3 separate regions of the Mus musculus genome follow, and regions 1 and 3 are each linked to region 2. The links are chromatin contacts, called in public ChIA-PET and promoter capture Hi-C maps. All regions are on one chromosome and are shown on one strand. Each heading gives the region's core, a stretch centred on a gene start, on an enhancer-like site or on the middle of the called end of the contact. The rest is flanking DNA. Distances are from core to core; before and after follow the strand shown.

Evidence for each region. Promoter capture Hi-C pulls out the DNA fragments that hold promoters and counts their contacts. ChIA-PET counts read pairs in DNA pulled down with a chosen protein or histone mark.
Region 1: a promoter capture Hi-C map of embryonic stem cells shows a contact between it and region 2. The contact joins the promoter of Ankrd33 here to the promoter of Atf1 in region 2. A contact is called at or near these places in 2 of 39 promoter capture datasets (embryonic stem cells and hippocampal neurons) and 1 of 9 other capture datasets (liver).
Region 3: an RNA polymerase II ChIA-PET map of memory CD8 T cells shows a contact between it and region 2, with 17 read pairs. The contact joins the enhancer-like site here to the promoter of Atf1 in region 2. A contact is called at or near these places in 2 of 39 promoter capture datasets (the SN4741 cell line and neural stem cells), 1 of 484 Hi-C or Micro-C datasets (erythroblasts) and 3 of 115 datasets of contacts at active chromatin or transcription factors (embryonic stem cells, fetal liver and memory CD8 T cells).

What each region holds. Positions count from the first base shown.
Region 1 is chr15:101,113,325-101,118,067 of GRCm38.p6, reverse strand. Ankrd33 (ankyrin repeat domain 33) reads right to left here and starts at 2,324. Exons shown (of 5, transcript NM_001374225.1): 1 at 2,166-2,324; 2 at 1,720-1,953; 3 at 1,362-1,491; 4 at 1,043-1,183. The coding sequence starts at 1,884.
Region 2 is chr15:100,226,354-100,230,815 of GRCm38.p6, reverse strand. It overlaps Atf1 (activating transcription factor 1), which reads right to left and starts at 2,957. Exons shown (of 7, transcript NM_007497.3): 1 at 2,734-2,957.
Region 3 is chr15:100,745,536-100,750,306 of GRCm38.p6, reverse strand. No RefSeq gene overlaps it. Among named protein-coding and RNA genes, the nearest start is that of Slc4a8, 14 kb to the left of the region's middle. Within about 2 kb of position 2,591, at least 111 of the 459 cell types and tissues checked have an H3K27ac peak or open chromatin away from gene starts, as enhancers often do. A contact at or near this core is called in erythroblasts, fetal liver and memory CD8 T cells, where this site is marked.

The sequences.
Region 1 (4,743 bases), core at 1,075-3,574, 890 kb before region 2:
GAATACTGCCTAAGGTTGGAATCAGTCCTCACGGATACCCCATCCATCAACCTTCACAGTGCTGTGGCCATCTTTCTCCGCCCGGGCCTCGGGCAGAGGCAAGGCTGGGACTAGAACTCAAGAGTCTGGTTTTAGGTACCACCACACCCTCACACCTTTCCCCATCTTATGTCTACACTCTTTGCTGGGACCCCCATAAACAGCTGTAGCTAACTGCACTAGTAGACTGTGAGAGGGTGGTAGCACGGGCCTCCTCCAATAAGTTGGCCTCGATCCATATTCCATTCCCATCTCTCTTTGTTTTTGTTTTTGTTTTTTGGTTTTTCGAGACAGGGTTTCTCTGTATAGCCCTGGCTGTCCTGGAACTCACTCTGTAGACCAATCTGGCCTCGAACTCAGAAATCCACCTGCCTCTACCTCCCAAGTGCTGGGATTAAAGGCATGCACTACTACTGCCCGGCTCCACCTCTCTTGCTGTAGCTAAATGGTATCTGCTGGGGTGGTAGTGGAGAAAGTGCAGCTTCACACCTGCCATAACACACCTGCCATAACACACCTGCCATTACATACCAGCCAGAGAACACCTGCCACAGCACATTTATCATAGCACACCTGCCATAGCACATCTGCTATTACACACCTGCCATACATATTACACCTTCCATAGCAGACCTGCCATAGTATACCTGCCATAGCACAGGGGCTGTGGCCCTAATGGCTGGGAGTGGGGATGGGGTGGAGTTGGGGGTAAGGGTGGGATTGCTGTGGGATGAGGTGGGAGTGTGGTGTCTCACACCTACATGAGCAGCCATACAACACCTGCCATTACACACCTCCCACAGCACACCTCCCACAGCACACCTGCCACAGCACATTTTTCATAGCAACCTGCCATAGTACACATGTCAGAGCATACTTGCTAGAACACACCTGCCAGCGCACACCTGGCAGAGAACACCTGCCACTGCACACCTGCCATAGCACACCTGGCAAAGCACATATGGCATAGTACACCTGCCATTGCACACCTGCCATTGCACACCTGCCATAAGGAGGGCAACTACACACTCGGAGCGATCTTGAATGGCAGCCTTCATCAGAGCTGTGAGTCCCCGCTGGTCCCTGCGTTCCAGGTCCAGGCCAGCAAAGTAGTTGAGCAGGAGAGTCACAAGAGACATGTGACCTGCAGAGACAGGACCACATAGCTAGTCTCTCAAGGTAAGGGAATGCTGAAGCTTGGCCTGGGAGACTCTTGTGCAAGGTTTGGGGCTGCTGTCCTAATGGCTGGGAGTGAGGGTGGGATGGAGTTGGGGGTGAAGGTGGGGTAGGTGTGGGCTGGGGTGGGGCGTTGTGTCTCACACCTGCTTGGGCAGCCAGCATGAGGGCTGTGTTCCCGTCTTTGTCTTGCTGGTTCACATCCAGGAAAGGACAGCAGCTGAGCAGAGCCACAATGGAACCAAAGCCATGGTAGCATGCAACCATGAGGCCTGTCTAGGGGACAGAGCAGCTTGGACCCCCACTTTCCACTAAGTTCTTCTTAGGACCTCCTTTCCCTCCTAAGTCTGTTTTCCCCCAGGGCCTATCCCAACCCCTGTCAAGATGGTTTTCACCCATCTAGAGTGGGGATGACTCTGTGACTCTCTGGGGACCCAGACCAGGATGTTATGTATGAAGCCTGGACTGTCCTCAACTGTTCTGGTGAGCCCTGGGGCATCTCACCCTCCCGTTGCTGTCCACTTGGGAGGCCTCCTCTGGGGACACACCAGCGTCCAGCCTGGCTTGGAGCTCAGCAAGGTCATTGTGGACACATGCCCAGTACAGTGTCTTCAAATTGCATTCAGGGGTTGAGGTCTTGTTGCTGGGGAAGGGCAGGGCCTCAGACATGTCCAGTCCTCTCGGGGCAATAGTGACTCCTCTGCCGCCGGCCCGAGTCCCTCTTTATTCAGCAGGCAGCTATGACAAAACGCCAAGGAGCAGTTCCTCCTGCAACCCTGAGTGAATAAGTCCCTGCAGCTGCACCGTCTCCCCAGGACAAACCTTTACCCTGGAGGGTGTCTCACCTCTGCCTAGACCCAAGACAGGTAGCCAAGCATCTTACTGTATGTAGGTCAGGTTCTCAAGGAAGCTCATGACAGGGGTTATCATTTCCCATCCCCCAACCTTACCTGGGACTCTAGGGTCTCCATCACAGCAGAGGGCCAGCCTGTGGCTCAGTCCACCCCCACACCTCAAAAGCTCACTAGCCCTTCTGTGGGGTAGCTGATACCAAGAAACAAGGCAGGTGACAGATGGCTGTGCCTGCAGAAAGCTGCCATAAACACCTCAGAGCTGAGCCAGGTCAAGCGGGTTAGGAAGGGATTGGGGGGCTGGGGGGTGACTGTACTCTCTGCCATTGCTCAATCCTTGCCCTAAGATCCTGCTAGACTTGGATGGTGGCAGCTTCTCCAGGCTCAGAGCTGAGTGAATTCCTCCGGGCTGATCTTTCTCCCTTCATCGTGGGAAGTCAGCTGCACTTAGATATGGCCTTGCAAGAGAAGCATTATGGAGGTCTTGGCACCCAGCTGTGGAGCCTGAGTGTCTTAGTCAGGGTTTCTATTCCTGCACAAACATCAGGACCAAGAAGCAAGTTGGGGAGGAAAGGGTTTATTCAGCTTACACTTCCATACTGCTGTTCATCACCAAGGAAGCCAGTCAAGCAGGTCAGGAAGCAGGAGCTGATGCAGAGGCCATGGAGGGATGTTACTTACTGGCTTGCTTCCCCTGGCTTGCTCAGCTTGCTTTCTTATAGAACACAAGACTACCAGCTCAGGGATGGCACCACTCACAACAGGCCCTCCACCCTTGATTACTAATTGAGAAAATGCTTTATGGCTGGATCTCATGGAGGCATTTCCTGAAGGGAGGCTCCTTTCTCTGTGATAACTCCAGCTTGTGTCAAGTTGACACACAGAACCAGTCAGTACACAGAGATCCCTTCCACTTCAAAGGAGTAGATTTGGGTGAAGGGGCTATGGATGGGGAAGGTGTAGGCATTAAATAAAGATGAATGGGGAGGTATGCACTACAGTTTACCCAAAGAAATCAAAACATGAAGAGTTTCCAGGAGGCTGGAGAGACTGCCCAGCGGTTAAGAACGCTGGCTTGCTCTTCCAAAGGACCGTGGTTCAGTTCCCAGCACCCACTGAGTAGCTCACAACTGTCTGTAACTCCAGTGCCAGAGGATCTGATGCCCTCTTCTGGTCTGTGCTGGTACTGTGCTTTCATGGTGCACAGACACGGGCACTGGAAAAATGCCTGCAAACATAAATTATTAAATTATTAAAATAAAATAAATTTTAAAAGAAAAATTATGATGTATTAATTTTAATGGATTAGATCTGAGGTGGTAAGTAAAGTATGGCATTTTAAAATGATGTATTAAAGTAACAGTACTTTTGTACTGTCATTTTTAAGATTAATAAGTTGAGTGACTTAGCGCTCAGAGTGTCGCACTCTCCACACTGCGGGGCTCTGCTTTCCAGCATCGTTTTGCTTTTCTTTCACAGTTTGGTTCCTGCACAACTCCTCCGCTCTTTACTCATTGGTGCTAATAATCACTGAACATGTACACTTCATTAAAAGTAAAATGTTGATTTGTGTTTGTGTATTGCTATTGTCTGGTTTCTTGTGTTTGTTGGTTTTATTAGTCTTTTGTTTTGAGAAAGACTCTTATGTAGCCCAGGATATCCCAGAACCTAATATGTACCCTAGGATGGCCTTGAACTCACTATTCTCATGCCCCAACCTCCCAAATACTAGGATCAAATGCAACCTGGCTTGTGTGTGTGTTTGTTTGTTTGTTTGTTTGTTTTCCTCTTTCTTTCTTTTTTTTTTTTTGGTTTTTTGAGATAGGGTTTCTCTGTGTAGCCCTGCTGTCCTGGAACTCACTTTGTAGACCAGGCTGGCCTCAAACTCAGAAATCTGCCTGCCTCTGCCTCCCAAGTGCTGGGATTACAGGCATGTGCCACCACTGCCTGGCTTCTTTAAAATTGTATTTAATGTATGAGTACCCAGCTGCACATACCTTACCATGTCAGAAGAGGGCATCAGACCCCCTTATAAACCATGTGGTTGATGGGAATTGAACTCAGAACAGTACTCTCAACCTCTGAGCCACCTCACCAGCTCCTTCTCTTTCTTTTTTTAATACGGGGGGTCGGGGGGGAGGTGTCTCACTATGTAGACCAGACATGTCTTAAACTCACAGAGATCTGCCTGCCTCTGCCACCACTGACTGGAAACTTAATCAGTTTCTAATTATGCTGCAGAACTTTTGTTTGTTTGTTTTATTCCACCCCAACCTGTTTTTTTAAAGTCCTGTTCTAGTGATGTCACATGCAATTTGGAAGTTAGTATCTTGATGGGGTGGGGCTGGCCTGGAAAGTAGGGGGTTCCGTCTGGGCTGGACTCAGCATTCATCCAAAGCTGCTGGTGAGTTTTCTCCGGAGCTGCCAAAGCTGGAAGCTAAGCAAACATTTATTTTCCAGCTGCCCTGGAGCTGTGGGTCTGGGCTTTATGTTGTGTAAGTAAATTTGGAGCAGAGCTTTGTATTATGGGACACCCGCAGACCGTGGCAGGATAGGCGGGCTCTGCGAACAGCTTCCTGGTTTACCAGCTTCCTGTGGTACTGACTGTGATTTCTCAATCACAGGCAGAGGTCATGTGACTGCCAAAGCTGGCAGTAGTTTGTGACCTAGAGCCTGC
Region 2 (4,462 bases), core at 1,708-4,207:
GAGAGATGGCTTAGTGGGTTGAGAACACTGGCTGCTCTTTGAGAGGACTTGGGTTTGACTTCCCAGCACCTATAAAGTGGCTCAAAACCATATACAACTCCAGGGGATCTACTGGCTTCCAGAGGAACACATAGCACACAGGCACATTTGAAGGCAAAACATCCATACACATAAAATACTTTTTTAGCCGGGCGTGGTGGAACACACCTTTAATCCCAGCACTCAGGAGGCAGAGGCAGTCGGATTTCTGAGTTCCAGGCCAGCCAGGGCTACACAGAGAAACCGTTTTGAAAAAACAGAAACAAACACCACCCCCCCCCAATTCAATCAAACAAACAAACAAACAAACACCTTTTTCTCACTATAAGCAACAAACTGTACCTGTTCTGTTTTACTGAATTATCAACTGCAAATACACTTAAAAACAAACAAACTTATTTTATAAGCATGGGTGTTTTGCCTGCATGTGTGTAGGGTGTAGGGGTACAGGATTACCCAGGAGCTAGTTACAGGCAGTTGTGAGCTGCCATGAGAATGCTGCGACTTGAACCCAGGTCTTCTTCTGAAGAGCAGCCAGTCTCCCCATTCCTAAAATTTTAAATCTGGCTGAGGTTTTTGTTTTGTTTTTTAGACAGGATTTTAAAGCCCAGGCTGCCTCTGCCTCCTGAGTGCTAAGAAAAAGGCCATAGGTATGTCCTACCATGCTTGACTGAAGTCTGCTTTTCTTTTTTTTAAAGATTTTAATTATTATTACAAATTAAGTACACTGTAGCTGTCTTCAGACACACCAGATGAGGGCATCAGATGTCATCAAGAATGGTTGTGAGCCACCATATGGCCACCAGAACCTGAACTCAGGACCTTTGGAAGAGCAGTCAGTACTCTTACCCACTGAGCATCTTGCCAGCCCTAAAGTCTGCTTTTCAAAATGACACCTTTTTAAACAAAATACACTATCTGAGTACATTTTCTATAAAAACAATTAAGTTCCAAGTAGCAGCTATCATAATATGATGCACAGTTGGGCAGAATCAGGAAGGCAATGAAATGCAGTCCAAATGCATCACCAACAAGATGCTGGAAACGGAGAAGTCCGCAGGCTATGGATGGCTGTCACACACAAGGCAAGGCACTGCCCTCCTAGGACAGGGTCTTCTATAGCCCAGATTGGCCTCAAAACCTGATACATAGCAGAGGGTGACCTTTCTTGAACTTGACTCTCCAGACATCCCCGCTTGCCTCAATTAAGCAGAACCTGCCAACACACCCAGGTCCTCTACAGAGCAGGCTACATCCCTAGCCCAAGGCAAGGTGCTTTTAATAAATCCTACAAAGAAAGCGACTTTCTACGTGAAATATCAAGAGAAGAGATTTGTTTTTGTGGTGATGAGACCTAAAGAAACTGTATTTACTTCAGATCTCACATTAGGATGCAAAAACCCAGAAGCTAGGCTGTGTCCACCACCATTCCTGGCCCAGCAATACCTCTTACTGCCATTCCTTACTGTACCAAGTCCTGTGGTTTTCTTTCCTTCCTGGGTGAGGGGTAGGAGGTTGGTTTGGTCTTTAGAGCCTCTGCCGCCTGAGCTGGGGTTAAAGGCTTGTGCCACTACGCCTGGATCAGGTCCTATTTTAATACATTTGTCTTGCCTGGCTCGTTATCTCTGAATTACTTAACAGCTATGTTTACTAGCCTGCCTGTTTCTCCCAGCTTTAAGCTCTCTAAAGGCAGTGCCTGTCTGCAGTAAAGTGTGCTCAGTGACCAGCAGACTGTCACGAGTGAACAGTAAATATCAATAAATATCAAGTACAGAGACTTCTCAGCTGGTGAGTGAGGAAAAGGCGTCTTAGCTTCCTTCCTTGAAAAAGATGTTGAAGGTCTGGAGAAATGGCTCAACAGTTAAGAGCACTGACTGCTCTTCCAGAGGTCTGAGTTCAATTCCCAGCAACCACATGGTGGCTCACAACCATCTGTAATGAGATCTGACTCCCTCTTCTGGAGTGTCTGAAGACAGCTACAGTGTACTCATATAAGAAAAACAAAAAAACAAACAAAAAATCCTAACATAAGCCGTGTTCGAAGCCAACCTGGACTATGTATGTATGTATGTATGTATGTATGTGTGTGTGTATGTATATATAAATTTATTTAAGGCCAGTTTGGTAAGCCCTGTCTCAGGCAAAACTAAAAACGCTATAATAAACCGGACCCGGCGACCGCGTCTGGAAGTCCTGCACCATGAACTCTTCGCAACAAATCCCGTCTCAAAAAGAAAAGGCGGCTACCGAGACTCTTTTAAGTTTCTATCATAACTTAGGCGGCCAGCGGCGAGACTCCCGGAAGGAGAGGAACGCCGTGCCCCGCCACAGGGCGGGTTGCCTCGGTTTTCCCAGTCATGGAGGCGGGAGCCCAAGGCCGCGGCGTCTGCAGCCTGCCGGAGGCCGCCGCTCGGCTTTTCTTCCCGCCTCCATGCGGCGCGGGCCGAGCCAAGGAGCGCGGGAGGCCCGGGGCGCCTCTCCCAACGCGCCCCGCGGAGGCGAGGGGAGCCTAACGCCCGGGCGCTCGGGACGCGCGCGACCGGAAGCGCGCGGCCGGCCCCACCCCCACCGCGCCCCTCCCCCACCGCCCGCCGAGCCGCGCGCGACCCCCGGCCGGCGCGTGGCCGCCATTGCGTCCCCGCCGGCGCCGCCTTCCCGCCCGGGCCGCCTCGCGCTCCGCCGCGCCCCACTCACCCGCGGGGCCGCCTGGCCGCTGCCCGGGGCAGGAAGCTCCACTCCCCCGTCCCAGGCGGCGCCGACTTTACTCCTCACTTGCCAGCCGCGCACCGCAGCGAGGTGGCGCGCGTCCCAGGGGTCGGCGGGGTGCGGGAGGAGAGCGTAACTCGAGAGCCAACCGTCGCGGCTACCGTTTCCCGGCCGCGAGGGGCGTCGCAGGCGGCATGATCCGCACAGGCCGGGGGCCGGGGCTGGGGGGGGGGGGGGGGGCGGCCGAGGAGTGCGCGGGAGCGTGGGGAGGGGCGTGGCCTGCGCGCCGGCGTGCTGCGTCACCGCGTGGTCACGTGAGCGCCGCCATCTTGGCGAGCTCGGGAGCGCGCGGGCCGCCACGGGGACGCTGGGGGAGCTCCGGGGATCTTGGGGCAATGGCGCGGGGTCCTGACCTCCCTCTCTCGCGGGCGGGACAGCTGACCCTCGGCTACCTGCTCTGTTTAAGTAACTGTAAAACCTTGCGCTGCCATCTTAGTGCTTCGGAAAGGACTTAGCATGTCCTTGTGGGGAGTTGACCTTCATACAGATGCCTTTATCTCAGCCTTGGCAAGGTTCTGCTAGGGCATCATAGCGGTTTGCTCGCTCGCTTGCTTGTTTTTAGCATGCCCTCTACAAAGTGCATTATCAAATGTTTTGAGAAGTTGTATTTGACACCTTCCCTCCTAATAACTGGGTGAGTGAAGACTTTGGTTTTGAGCCTTCAGAACATACGATGTGATGTAAAACTGAAGCGTTTAGAAGGGCTTATTAGACTCCAGGCACCGTGATTCAGCAAATATTGCCCAATAAAGCTAAGGCCGATGACTACCTTTAAATAGAAGTACTCGGGTTTTGACTGATTAGGCTAGTTACCCAACCTCTCTGGAGTCGCTATCAAATTTATGGAAATTGCCAGGCGTGGTCAGCTGTGCCTCTGACCCCAGCACTTTGGGTTGGCAGGCACAGTGCTATCTCTTATCTTCATAGAAAGTTCCAGGCCCGGCAAGGCTATACAAAGAAAGCCTGTCTTAAAAAACTATGGAAAGTACAACACTAAGTCAGAGTCTCAACATTATGGAAAGTGACCTACAAAGTAAGGTCGGGGGAAAGCTTGCAGATACCAGCCTGGCCTGAACAACAGGCCAGCAGCAGTCATTCCATCACCCATAGTGTTTTTAAAAGGGGTCCTTTTTTTGAGATTATATTATCATTTCTCTCTTTTCCTCCCTCCAAACCTTTATTTTTTCTTTTAAAGATATATATATGTGTGTGTGTGTGTGTGTGTGTGTGTGTGTACACACATATAAATATATATTTGGTTTTTCAAGACAGGGTTTCTCTGTATAGCCCTGGCTGTCCTGGAACTCACTTTGTAGACCAGGCTGGCCTTCAACTCAGAAATCCGCCTGCCTCTGCCTCCCAAGTGCTGGCATTAAAGGCGTGTGCCACCACGCCCGGCCTATATTTATTTTTTATGTAGCTGTCTTCAGACACACCAGAAGAGAGCATCATATCCCATTACAGAGCCATCATGTGGTTGCTGGGAATTGAACTCAGGACCTCTGGAAGAGCAGTCAGTGCTCTTAACCACTGAGCCATCTCTCCAGCTCTTTCCCCCCTCCAAACACTTCTATACATTCATCCTTTCTTTCAAGTGTTTGCTTTTTAAATATATTATTGTAAATTTTGTGTGTCTGTGTGTCTCAGATGGGGAATG
Region 3 (4,771 bases), core at 1,342-3,841, 520 kb before region 2:
AGCCGTCCAATTTGCGCAATGCTACGTGATCTACCACACACAGGACGCATTTTGCCATCTTATTTAATTTATTATAGATGTTGGGACCCGGCACTGTTTTTCTGAGCAGGTCCTCTCTCTACCATTCATTATCTGCAATTGACCCTCTAACTAATAAAGGCCAGAGTTTTTCACATTTTTTTTTTCAGATAACATTTACTCATGTAATGTGACTCAAAAACATTAAGAACAGCATTTTGGGTTTTGTTTTCCTGTTTCTGTTGTTTAGTTTGAGGTCAATTTTGTTAAGAGTTTACAAAGAAAAGCACCAAGGCAAGCAGGCTGTAAATCCCAGCAGCTGTGGGCAGGAGGGAAAAGAAGAGGAAGAGAGAGCCATGCTGTTTGCAAAGCAGCCACACAGCAGAAAGTGCAAAGCGGGTGAGGTTGGGTTTAAGTTTCAGAGAAAGACTGGAAACGCCCTGACTACCAAAGAAACATACATAAGGCTCTGGACAGCATGAGAGAGAGAGAGAGAGAGAGAGAGAGAGAGAGAGAGAGAGAGAGAGAGAGAGAGAGAGAGAGAGAGAGAGAGAACAGTTAACAGGCAGGACCACAGATATTCACAAAGCAAGTTGCAGCAGGGATGCAGGGATGCTTGTGTACCATAGAGAAGACCCTCACAAGGGCTTCAGGGAATAAGAAGTTCCACAGAAAGGCAGCAGGGCTGAGCCTGCACTCCTAGAGAAATTGAGCCGGTTATTTCTCAAAGCAAGAGATTGCCCTGTAGCACACCCTGAGGTAGAGACGGCACAAGGTTCTCCTGGGTTCCCAGATAAGCACTAGAGAAAACAGGAATGTTATCCACCCACAATTTTCTCTCTCAGAGAAGGGTTTTTCACCTGTTTTCCACAAAAAAGGCTGGGCGTGGGTGGTGTTTATAGCCTGGTGGTCTTTTACTACCTATAGAGCCAGACCTCCTCTGAACCTTCCAGACTCCCGAGTGTTGTCTCTCTAGCAATAGAACCAACTCTTTCTTTCTCTCTCTCTCTTTCTTTCTTTTTTTCTTTTTTAAGATTTATTTTATGCACACTGTAGCTGTCCTCAAACACACCAGAAGAGGATTACAGATGGTTGTGAGGCACCATGTGATTGCTGGGAATTGAACTCAGGACCTCTGGAAGAACAGTCAGTGCTCTTAACTGCTGAGCCATCTCTCCAGCCCTAGAACAAGTTCGTATAGAAGAGGTCACTCGTGCTTTGCAAAAGACATGCCCTTTGCAAAGGAGTTTTGATGTAGTTGTGTGTCTCAGGCTTTGCTGTGATAACTGTCAGGAGGAAACTTTTCTCGAAGTATGTCAAAAATAAACCGCTCAGGGTCAGACTCTGGGGCTTTGAACCAGCCCAGGCCATTCTAGGCTGTGCTGAACTAGATTTTCTTCTTGACACTGTTGGATCATTTAGCTGTCAGCCATTTGCAGGGGCACCTCCATCCTCCACCCCCCAGGGACTTAGGCAGCCTCTTGAATGTCCTGGCTCAACCTCTTACAGTAGGCAGCCTCTTGAATGTCCTGGCTCAGCCTCTTACAGTAGGCAGACTCTTGGATGTCCTGGCCCAGCCTCTTATAGTAGGCAGACTCTTGATGTCCTAGCTCAACCTCTTGCTTTCTGTTTTGAAGACCATCTCCGATCACAGCAGAAAAGCCTCCAGCTCTCTGGACTTCCAACTATCATTAAGACTTACCTGGGAATTTGCTTGGTTCACAGCCTAGGACAGCAGGTCATCCTGGCAACATTTCCACACTGGTCCAGTAGTCACCACTCAGCTCCCAAGATCCTTTCCTACGCCCCTGGAAACATCAATCATTCCTGACACATTTCAAAGACGCTTCTGCCTGCTTTCTCTCTTCTGGGCCTGAACTTGAGTGTACATGGCTCTCTTTACTGTTTGTAATCGACTTCTCAAGAGCAATGTTAGTATAGGTGTTATTGTTATTTTTGGTCAGACTCTTTTAGTTCGAAGTGCTAGAAACAAACAAATTTCAACCATTCAATGGAATTCTCATCAAAATGCCAGTGCCAATCTTCTGAGAAATAGAAAAAAGATTCTAAAATGCATAAGCAATGTTGTGTTTTATGAGAGAGAGAGAGAGAGAGAGAGAGAGCGAGAGAGAGCGCCAGGATATGTTTGCTAGAGCTGGGTATGGTGAGGTGGAAGAGGGCGCCTTTGCGGCCCATGCTAAGACATCCCTTCCCCCTGAGGTACCAGATATATAAACAGATATAGTATGGAACAGAGTTTATTTAGGGCATGGGAAGGGGAGTTGAGGAGGGAGGGGAGATAGAGAAAGGCGGGAGGGGGGGTGGAACTGGCCAGGAAGACGTGGAGAGAGGGAGGAGGAGGGTGGGGAGAGAGGGAGAGCGGCAGGGAGAGAAGGGGCAGAGAGTAAGAGAGCTAGGAAGGGGCAAGCAGCCCCATTTATATTGAGCTGTTGCCAGGTAACTGTGGGGCGGAGACTAGAAGGAATGATAACAAGCACCAAAGACAAATAGACACCATAGACGAATGTCCGATGAAAAGGCTGACTCTGGAAGTATGGTCATGTTCTACTACAAAGTAACAAAAACAGCTTGATACGGGAGCCAAAACAGACAGGCAGGCAGTGTTCGCAGGGGTGCTGCTGTAGCAGCCGTTAGTATGACAAACAAGCCATAAAACACTCAGATAAAAGACAACTTCAAAACAAATAACACCAGAAAAAACTGGATATCCACACAGAGAAGACTGAAAACAGTCCCCTCATACTGTACAGAAATCACCCCAAATGGATCAAAGATCTCAGTATAAGAACTTAATCCATTGGGGGTTGGGGGGCGGGGAATAGAGAAAAATACATCCACACATCGGCTTAAGCACTCTTTCTGAAAGGGACGAGCCGGGACGGGGGTGGGACTAGCCGGGACGGGGGTGGGACTAGCCGGGACGGGGGGTGGGACTAGCCGGGACGGGGGTGGGACTAGCCGGGACGGGGGTGGGACTAGCCGGGACTGGGGTGGGACTAGCCGGGACGGGGGTGGGACTAGCCGGGACTGGGGTGGGGTGGGGTGGGGTGGGGGTTAGGTCAGACCCTGAGGGCGGCTCAGTGGTTAAAGTATTTGCCCTGCAATGATAAGCGGCTGAGTTAGATAACCCAGAACCCTGAAGGCTGGAGGAGTGGGAGGAGCCACACTGGTAGCAGGAGCTCAGGAGGCAGACAAGTTCTCTAGTGTTCTTGGTATGTTCCAAGCTAGTGAGAAACCCTGTCTCAAAAATCAAAGTGGACTGTTGGCTGGGTTTTTTTTTTTTTTTTTGCTTTGTTTTTGTTTTTTTGTTTTGTTTTGTTTTAAATACTATTGTGTCCTTTTATCTCTGATTCCCTTCCAAAGTTTATTCCACCCTAATCCCTTACAACACCAAGTAGGAAAGAAAGAAAGTTAGAGGGGAAAGGGAGGGTAGACCTCTTTAGACTACGTCCTGTTTATTAAGGGTGTTGGGTTCCCTGGGGGCAAATCCAATCTTCATCGTCAAAATATCCAGCAGTACCGCAATCCAGCAACAGCAAACACCACAGCAAATGCAGCAGCAGGGGCAGCAGCTGCTGCCACAGGGCCTCTCAGGTCTCCCATTTATAGCCTCTCCAGAGTCCCCAGAGTTAAACTAGCTGAAGCTAGTGTATGCCCCGCCAGTGCATGACGCAAATGACAATCACCTGCTGCGAAGCAGCCTCTTATCCCACACCTGAGAGTAAAACAAAAACATACTCACACAACATAACTGAGTTTTTAAAGAAACCAAAATTCTCACTGCCTTTCCCCATTTTAATCTTAAAAAATGACATTTTCTCTAATATTAATAGACTATTAATATAAACAAATTATGAGAACTGTCAAGTAAGAATTATATTTACAATCTCCTGTTCATATGTATTTGGTAACCTTGGAGAAGGCACTCCACTATCAGTCCTTTCCCGGTGAGCCCAAAGTTTTGCACGTAAATCACTGTCTTGCATTTAACACCTTTAAAACATCTTTTTAGGCCCTAAAACATTTTCTTAACTCCTAAACAACTTAGGCTTAACTGTGAGATGTTACTATCTAGTCTTCAACTCTATCAGAGACCTGGCAAGGATGAATATCACCGGAGTAAACAGGAGGTACAGAGCAAGTAGCTTTCAAACTATAGAAATGTCAGAGTCTGCTGGCTGCCCGGACAGTCACCCAAGGTCTGTCTGTATCCTTGGAGCATCCATCTTCATCAACAGGCCCAGAATATCTGACAGACTTTTCTGTGAAGCAGGAATTTTGAAGGACTAGGCTACCTTATCTCTACAAAGATGGGCAGTTGATGTCCCAGTGTCCTGCTTGTCCACAGTTTGGACAACATGCTGTCAGCAGTAGGGGCAAGGGCAGTTCTTTCTCAAGTGGCTAGCTTTGCCACATGTGAAGCACACTACACGTGGAAGTTCTTCATGCCCACTATCTTCTTTGCAGTAGATCAGGGGTATTGCCAGGAGCAGATGTGTCTGTCAGAAAAGCCGTTTATTATTATAAACATTTTAAATGCCTTCTCTGTAGGTCTCTAACGTGTTTGAAGACCAGATGTCTATCTCAGTATCTCTGAATAGACAAATGTTGCTTGACACAACCTGTTTACTCTCTGCTAAACTTTGAAAACATAGTCACAAGGCTAAAAAAAAAAAGCTTAGTTTTATAATTAACTAAACTAGTACCTAACAAGGTTACAAGTAAGATTGTT